2 separate regions of the Ovis aries genome follow, and region 1 is linked to region 2. The links are chromatin contacts, called in public Hi-C maps. All regions are on one chromosome and are shown on one strand. Each heading gives the region's core, a stretch centred on a gene start, on an enhancer-like site or on the middle of the called end of the contact. The rest is flanking DNA. Distances are from core to core; before and after follow the strand shown. Region 1 overlaps HTRA1 (HtrA serine peptidase 1). Region 2 holds the start of HTRA1 (HtrA serine peptidase 1).

Region 1 (4,506 bases), core at 1,222-3,721, 43 kb after region 2:
TGGCTAACCCCCAGTATTGGCCTAATCCCAATTGTAGAATCCTAGTGGATCTTTTAAGATCTGATTTGTTTATTCATTCATATATTCACTTTCATATCCCTTGATTTTCATAAATATTTATTGGTCAAACACCATTGTAGCAGCATTAGCCAACTTGAAGTCATCGGATAGAAGCAGAGGAGCTGGCGGATGGGGAAGGCAAGTTGCACTCAATGAGACAATGTTTTTCCTCCTCTTGATGCCAGAGAATATATACAGTTGCTGGCCCTTGGGCTTCCATATAAAAATGTTGACTTTTGCGGTTTAAACAGCAAGAGTAAGGGGATCTTTGAAAGGCCCGCGTTTCTTGATATAGCTTAAGGGAGACTAGACATTATGGGGGTGTGCGTAAACAGTGAGGAGGACTAGGTTGGTTGATTTGCTTTTTCTCTCTTTTGTTTTTCTGTAACCATCCTCTGTTTCTTTTCTCTCCTTCCCTCCTTCTCCATCACTTCTCTTATCTGTCCCGCCTGAACACCCCCACTCCAGTCACCCCCACCCACCACCTCGCATATCGAACCTCTTCTCCTCCCCTCCCGGTACAGCAGCAATAAGATGTCAATTTGTGGAAACAGATGGTGGTAATTTGATGACACTGTCCTTCCGAGTTCTGTGTATGCTGTGATCTCAGTGCCATGTAGGAGATCCTTCCTGGCTCAGCCTCTCAACTCACCTGCTTCCTGCAGCCCCCCTCCCTTGGTTGTACCCTTGACCTTGTCATCACTGATGACCTCCACCCTCTCTGATCTGAATCCCAAGCTTCTCATTCTTGGTCCGCCTCCTCCTCCCCTGGCACCGCTGCTTTGTGATCACAGGACCTGTGCATTCACAGAAGAGAACCCTGCTTGAGGGTTTAACGCTCTGAAAAGTGAAGTCGCTCAGTCGTGTCCGACTCTTTGTGACCCCGTGGACTCCCTGGTAGGCTTTGTGACCCCCGTAGCCTAGCAGGGTCCTCTGTCCATGGGATGTTTCCAGGCAAGAATACTGGAGGTGGGTTGCCATTGCCTTCTCCAATTAACGCTCTGAGATCTCTTTTAATTTTTTAAATGATTTTACTATTTATGGCTGTGCCAGGTCTTCGTTGCTGTGAGAGCTTTTCTCTAGTTGCGGTGAGGGGGCTACTCTCCATGGCAGGGCGCAGGCTTGTTACTGCAGCGGCTTCTCTTGTTGCACAGCATGGGAGGACTTCAGTAGTTTTGGCTCCTGGGCTCAAGAGCACCGGCTCCAGAGTTGTGACACGTGGGCTTAGTTGCTCTGCGGCATGTGAGGTCCTCCCAGATCAGGGGTTGGACTCGTGTCCCCCGTACTGGCAAGTGGATTCTTTACCATGAGCCGCCAGGGATGTCCTCTCCATTTGGGTTTTATCTTTGAATTTGTGCTTTGTAAGTGAAGTCTGATGAGCGGAGTATATGCTGGGTGCTTGGAGCCTTTCCACTTTTCTTGTTGCCTTCCCACTTCCCCAAGATGGGTTCTTGGCTACCCTGCTCCTCTGGCCCTTGGGACCCCTGGCCTCACATGGCAGTCACAGCTACCCTCCTTCCCCAGGGCATACAGACATGGGGTACGTATACCCTGCAGCATCCTGGGCAGCGGATAGATGACTCTATAGCTCGTTCTGCTGGCAACAAGGCAGGGCCAAGCCCTACCCACCCCATCCAGGTACCTGGTGCATCCTGGCACCAAAGGAAGTTGCAGCACCCTTGGGGGTAGTCTGTCCTCTGTGGGTTGGGGCAGTGGGCCCTTGGGATGGGGAGAGGGCTGGCTCAACTTCTGAGCCCCTGCTTGGGGCACAGTGCGTGGGTCTGTCCAGTAGCTGGTGAGCAGAGTACTGAGTCTGAGGCTCTGGGTCTGTACTCACCGCATGAACAACTTCATGCCCCAGGGAGCACAACACTAAACAGCAAATAAAAACATCAGGACAGATGAAGAGAGAGAGCATGTAGAAGAAAGAAAAAAGCCTTATATTTTAGTGCCTTTAATGGCACCTCTTATGTACTTTGTGAACAAGGGAGTCTACATTTTTATTTTGTCCTGAGCTCTGCAAATTATGTAGCAGATCCCTGGTTCATCCACTGTCCCTCAGCCCCTCGTGGGCTCACTTCTCTCCTTGCCAGACCCCCATGTCTCAGGCAAGTCTTAGCTGCTGACATCCCCCTGAACTCTATGGTCTACTTTGCCGTTCCTGAGGAAGCACGCAAGTTCAGTGGCATTGCTCCTTGCTGTGATTGGGGTACATGCCCTTTTCCTCCCATTGCATATTTCTTAAACAAAATGAAAGGTTAGCATAACTGCTTCCAGAAGACCACATTGAATCACTTAGTTGAGTCTCAGCCAGTTCCTGCAACATCAGCCTTTGAAGCAAATTTCATCGGACACAGAGGACCAGCCCGTGAGCCTCAGCCCCTTGGAAATGCATGTGCTGGGCGGCTGGCAGACATGGTGGCTTCTGCAGATTCAGCAACAAAAATATTTTTGTAACAGGAGCACTTTATACTCTGTAAGGAAGAGAAAGAAGTTGTTGGCTTGCGTCATGAGGTTAAAAAAAAAAAGTTGCCAATTTTCTTTTAGTTTTATTGGTTTGTTTTATGGCCCTTCCTTCCAAGCTTTGGGGAATGAGGTTGCAATGAGAGGAGCGCTCAAGGGCTTTTAAGCAAAACCCAGGGTGGCCAGAAGCTGAAATGTTGATGGATCGTTGTTTTGAGGTCTGCTCTCGATGATTACTGGCTGAGCCAGCGTCTGGAGAATTCCAGGAATCCCCTTTCCTCTTGGGCTGTGAGAGTCTGCAGGAATCATCTGACCCCTTTGGGGAGTCGTATGAGAAGAGATTTATTAAGGGCTCTGAGGATTGTGTTGATTTCACCAATTTAACCATTGGCTGCTAAGAGGTTTTTTGGAAATCTACCAGGTCTTCTGGAAAGATCCCTAATTGTCAGAGCTGGGGTGACCTTGGACATCACCAGGCTCAACTCCCTTATTTTAGAAGTAGTCAAACTGAAACCCAGAGAAGTCTGTCAAGTGACCCAAGGTCAGAGTGAGTTAATACAGACGTCCTCCTCCCTGGGAAATTGTGCTCCCAGTCTATCTAGAGACCGAGGGTGGCCGTGTGTGTGTGTGTGTGTGTGTGTGTGTTTTGTCTGTGTCTTCACTCTGCACCACCCTTTGTGGATGCTGGGGGATAAGCCTGTGGCCAGCCATTGGTAGGGTGCTTGCTCACCACAGGCCATTTCTTCCTGCAGGAATCAGAGCTGTGATGACCCTGCAGGGGGAGGCCAGGCCACACAGAGGGCTCATGAAGCAAGTGGTGCCCCACAGACTGCCTCCACGCCCAGCCCAGGCTTGGCTGAGTGTAACTTGGGCTCCCACTAGGAGAAGCAGTGTGGCCTGGGTCCTTACCCTGAGGACGTGTGGCCTCGGCTCCCTCCATCTCGCCTCTGTTCTGACTTGCCCCCAGTTCTCCCACGGCCCTGTTGTGTGTCATCTCTGCTCCTGCTTCCTGCTCTGTGACAAGGTCTGGCACTAGCAGCTCTTTTGTGCTGCATCTGGGCAGTGGGCAGAGGGGGCTGGTGAGAACACCTGCGATCTCAGTGAGATCACTGCCATCAGCCGTGGGACCATTGGTCCCCTAGTGTGTGGACTGGGTACAACGCCTGTCCCATCTGCCTGTGACTTAAATAATAGTCACAACCCAGGCATTGAGACTTACATTTTATTGGGTGGGAATTTTTAGGACTTCAGTCCAGGGAGATAGCATCTCAAGTGATCCTGAGGGAATTGCTCAGAGGAGGAGAGCGGAAGAGCCAGATTATATGGAAGTTTTGCAACAAAAGGCAGGTAGTCTTACTTATCAAACCAGTCAATCCTAAAGGAAATCAACCCTGAATATCATTGGAAGGACTGATGCCTTCCTTCCCCAGCACCTAACTCAGACACATCCTGAGGGCTAAGGCAGCCTCGGGGGCCATGATCACCCCAGCCCCCATGAAAGGATGGTTGAGGGTAACCTTGTGACCAGATGGTGGCTGATGACCCCCAGGGAAGAATGGAATGTGCTGGGCCGTTCTGGACTCTCAGCCCTTCTGAAGAGACACACAAGGGAGCAAAGAGCCTATTACTTCCAGTTAGTGTTGTCACAACCCTGAGTATCAACTGAAGAGCTGACTCATTGGAAAAGACCCTGATGCTGGGAAAGATTGAGGCCAGGAGGAGAAGGGAGCAGCAGAGAATGAGATGGTTAGATAACATCACTGACTCAACGGATGTGAATTTCCAGGAAACGGTGGAGGACAGAGGAGCCTGGTAGTCCATGAGGTCACAAAGGGTCTGGCACAACTTAGCAACTAAACAGCAAAGTCTTCACATCAAAAGATTATTGTTAATAAAGGCAAACCAGATATCCCAAGTTAGGGAGTTTAGTGCTTTTTTATGTATGGGATGGTGCAAGAGTCTGGGTCCACTGAAATCATTCTG
Region 2 (3,978 bases), core at 1,078-3,577:
CAACAGCAAAGAGGTGCTGTCTTCCTTCCCTGCTGGATCAGCTCTGTAGCCTCTGTGGCTTGCACTTCTGATCATCACCATCACAAAAGCTTCTTTTAGGTTGCGAACCATCACAGGAGTTGTTTCATTGCTGAAAATACGCTTTGATTAGTTCTTCCAGGGAGACCCAAGATCACTGCCATTTTCCTGGTGAACGTCCCTGAGATCCAGCTTGCAGAAAGTTACAGAATGAAGGGCCAGAGAGGGATTCTGAATCCAAGCCCATCAGATGATATGGCTCCTGCCTGCTTCACTAGGTCATGCTAACTTACCTTGGGAGGGGAGGAAGGATACTTCAGATAGGAGAGCTTGAGCTAAGTCAGAGAAACCTTAAACAGGAAGGTATGTTCCAGAAAATGCAAGTTATTCAGCATTGGGGGAGCAAAGCATAAGCAGCAGGGAGGAACGGAGTGAAGAATTGGGGGGAGAGGGTGATGGGGACTCAGTGGGACACTCAGGGACTTATTCTCTGCCAGGAAGGAGCTTGGATAAGCTGTGGTCACGTTTTGCTTTGAATCAGCTAGTTCACTCTGTGGCCTGGCCACTTGGCTGGAGGGTAGAGAATGGGGGCCACCGAGCATGGCCTGTTTAGAAGGGGTGCTGGCTCCTGGGAGTCACCTATCCTTTCTGGCCTCCAGTTTTCTCATCTGTAAAATACAAGTATTGGATGAAAAGAAGTTTTCACCAATCTCTTCACCGTGGTGAGCCCGTTTATCTCATCTGCTGGCTGGACTACAGCAGGGAGAGTCTTTTTATTTCCTGATAGACTTTGCATATTATTCCTCTGTGACACCAGGCCAAGCTCCTCTTTTTTGGGTAGTCTCAGCCAGTTGAGCACTTGGAGCCTCTAATCAGCAGAGGTATTACCCCTTCCCGCACCCTCCAAATCTGGGGCTGAGTCAATTTTGAGCGCAGGCCTCCCTTCCCACAAGGTGAGGTCCTGGCTTCAGGAAATACTGCCGTGGGGTCCAGACACTCAGGACAAGACCAAAACATCTTGTCATGCCCCAGGATGCGGACCTCCTGCTGGCCAGTTTCTTGGGCCCAGGGACCCCTCTGGACCCTGGACGCTAACATGTCTTACATTTGGGAGGTGCTTTCTCCATGGTGGTGGTGGGGGAGTTTACATATTCAGATTTTACGGTTAAACTATTTTTGTTGGAAAATTACCCCGTACCCTAGGGAACAATGAAATACAGAAGAACAGCAAAAAGTTGCTAAGCCTCCACCACTACCTTCCCTCTAAGGCCAGCCCAGTGCCCAACCAGCCACCCCTAGGCGCCTCTGCCCTGGCTCAGGGCTGCGCAAGCCCTCCTCCTCCCGGCTCCTCCAGTGCCAGCTTTGCCCATCTGCGGGCCTAGCACCTCCCAGGCACGGGGACCACCTCCGGAGTTGCCCTTGCTCCTCCTGGGCACGCCTAGATTAACTACTGTCCCAAATGATGCACCGAAGACTCGAGTAGGAGATCAAAGGCGAGCCCTTTTATTTAATAGCCTTTGGAGAGAATCACGCACGTGGTGAAAGACTCAATCAGTACAAAGCCCCTCTCCCGCCCGCGACCAACTCCCGCCCCCCTGCCCCTCGCAGTCTCTCGCGTCTCCTTCCCTAGCCCTTCTGGGCAGGCACAAGCACGCATCCCACCCGTAACTTTTTAAATGGCTCGCATGACTATATGCTAACCATTTCTGCTCTCTGCTTTTTCACTTGCCGGCGGGTCTGGGCGCTGGCTTTGTGCCAGCCCCCCGAGCCCCGCCTTCTTCGCTGGGGGGTGTCCGTGGTCACGGTCGCGCGTGCTGAGCGCAGGGGTCAGTTCCAGAGAGATGTTCGCCTTCCTGCCCTGGAGCGCGTGACCCGGCCCGGGGTCTGAGCCACGGCCCCTCCCGCGGCCGGGCGGGTCCCCAACTCGGCAGTTTGCGGGAACTTTCCCGGGCGCTCGCGCGCCGGCCCCGCGCGGGTTCCTCTGTGCGAAGCCTCTTTTTGGTTTTAAGGTCCCGAGTGGCGGTGGAGAAAGCCGCGAGAAGCGGCTACGTGGGGAGCGGAGACCGGGAAGCAGAGCCCCGCGAGCGGGCGGACCCACCCGCGCGCCGCCCCGCCCGCTCGCCCGCGCCCACGACCCACCGCGCCCGCCCTGCCCCGCCGCGGGCGGTCCCCGGTTCGCCCGCTTGCCCCCCCGCGCCCGCACCGCCCCCCCCGCCATCCGGTCGGCCCCCCTCCCGGGCGCCGTGCCCGTCCCCAAGGCGGCTCGTCACCGCCGCGAGGCCAATGGGCTGGGCCGCGCGGCCGCGCGCACTCGCTCGTCCCGAGTCCCTCCCGCGCTCTGCCCTTAGCCGCTCTCCGGCCCTCGCCCAGCCCGCCGCCGCCGCTGCCGCCGTCGGAGTCGCCATGCAGCCCCCGCGCGCCCCGTTCCTTCCGCCGCCGCCGCCGCCGCTGCTGCTGCTGCTGCTGCTGCTAGCCGCGCCCGCCTCGGCGCAGCCGGCCCGGGCCGGCCGCTCGGCGCCGGGCGCCGCCGTGTGTCCCGAGCGCTGCGACCCCGCGCGCTGCGCCCCGCCGCCGGGATCCTGCGAGGGCGGCCGCGTCCGCGACGCGTGCGGCTGCTGCGAAGTGTGCGGCGCGCCCGAGGGGGCCGAGTGCGGCCTGCAAGAGGGCCCCTGCGGCGAGGGGCTGCAGTGCGTGGTGCCCTTCGGGGTGCCCGGCTCGGCCACGGTGCGGCGGCGAGCGCAATCTGGCCTCTGCGTGTGCGCCAGCAACGAGCCGGTGTGCGGCAGCGACGCCAAAACCTACACCAACCTGTGCCAGCTGCGCGCCGCCAGCCGTCGCTCCGAGCGGCTGCATCAGCCGCCGGTCATCGTCCTGCAGCGCGGCGCCTGCGGCCAAGGTACCGGCGCTCCGGGAGCTCCAGGGTCGCGACATCCCGGCCCCGAGGGACGGACGGGCCGGGAGAGGGGGCGCGAAGCTTTGTTGGGTCTTCCGGGGGCACCCACTGGCTGGGAGAGGCGGACACCGACCCCCGGGGTGGTAGCGATCCGCGGGCTCCCTCGGAACCGAGCTTTGCGCTCAGCCCAAGGTCGTTCCGCGCGTGGCGGTCCCTGGCCCTACTCTATCCCGAAGCCCACCCCCCCTTCTCTGGGAACCCGGTGCCGGGGCCTCCGGCCCATGGCCGCCTGCTGGTTGCCCCGCGGGGAACCACACCGTGCCAGGGCCTGGGGGACAAACAAGACGGGAATGTGGGCATAAAGAGGATTGAGAAGTTCGGGGCTGGGAAAAGTGTCCAGTGCTGAGTGAGACCCGGGGTTGGGACCACAGAGTCTCATTTCTGTGGCTTTCCCTTCCTTCTCTTCATCCGCCCCCCCCCTCCACCCTCCACCCCCTTAAGATGAACAGGGTTCATGTTTCACATTAGCGATCTCCTGGTGGAAAACTTTTTTAACTTTTCATTTGAAAGAGGTGGCCATGCCCTTGGGGCTCCCCAGTTTCTCCCCGCCCCAGGGTTTCCCGGTCAAGTACCGGTTTAAGGAGGTGTAGCAGGCACTGATGCCAGCGTCGCTTCCCGGGTTTTGAGCCAACCGCACAAAAATGAAAGTGGCTCGATTTGAATAAGCTGAGCGTGGATCAGGGGAAAGGCAGAGGCAAGGGTGAGGGGAGCGCGTTAGGGGTGAGGGAAAAGTGGAGCCCTTTCCCTCCTGAAGCATCTTTTCTGTATCAATAAGACCCGTCCTGGCCAGGGAGTTGGGAGTGGGGGGAGCGAAGGGTGGAGCCATCCTCTAACTCTCTCGCGGGACCTTCCCGAAGGATGCTTCTCTCCAGTCCCAGAGACCATATGGAAAAACAATGCTGAGTTCAGCTCCGGCCAATCCAGCGGTGTGGGGACGGGCCAGCCCTGCTTGGCAGGGCACTTGCCCTCAGCCTGAAGGCTGCCTCCTCATCGCGGGCAGTGCATGG

Evidence for each region. A called contact is a pair of places that touch in the nucleus more often than the background predicts.
Region 1: a Hi-C map of skin fibroblasts shows a contact between it and region 2, with 2.3 times the contacts expected there. The contact joins the enhancer-like site here to the promoter of HTRA1 in region 2. A contact is called at or near these places in 4 of 16 Hi-C or Micro-C datasets (hypothalamus, omental adipose tissue, skin fibroblasts and 1 more).

What each region holds. Positions count from the first base shown.
Region 1 is chr22:41,848,525-41,853,030 of ARS-UI_Ramb_v3.0, forward strand. All of the region lies in intron 3 of HTRA1 (HtrA serine peptidase 1), which reads left to right. Among named protein-coding and RNA genes, the nearest start is that of HTRA1, 43 kb to the left of the region's middle. Within about 2 kb of position 2,472, at least 4 of the 54 cell types and tissues checked have an H3K27ac peak or open chromatin away from gene starts, as enhancers often do.
Region 2 is chr22:41,805,516-41,809,493 of ARS-UI_Ramb_v3.0, forward strand. HTRA1 (HtrA serine peptidase 1) reads left to right here and starts at 2,328. Exons shown (of 9, transcript XM_027960635.2): 1 at 2,328-2,914. The coding sequence starts at 2,422.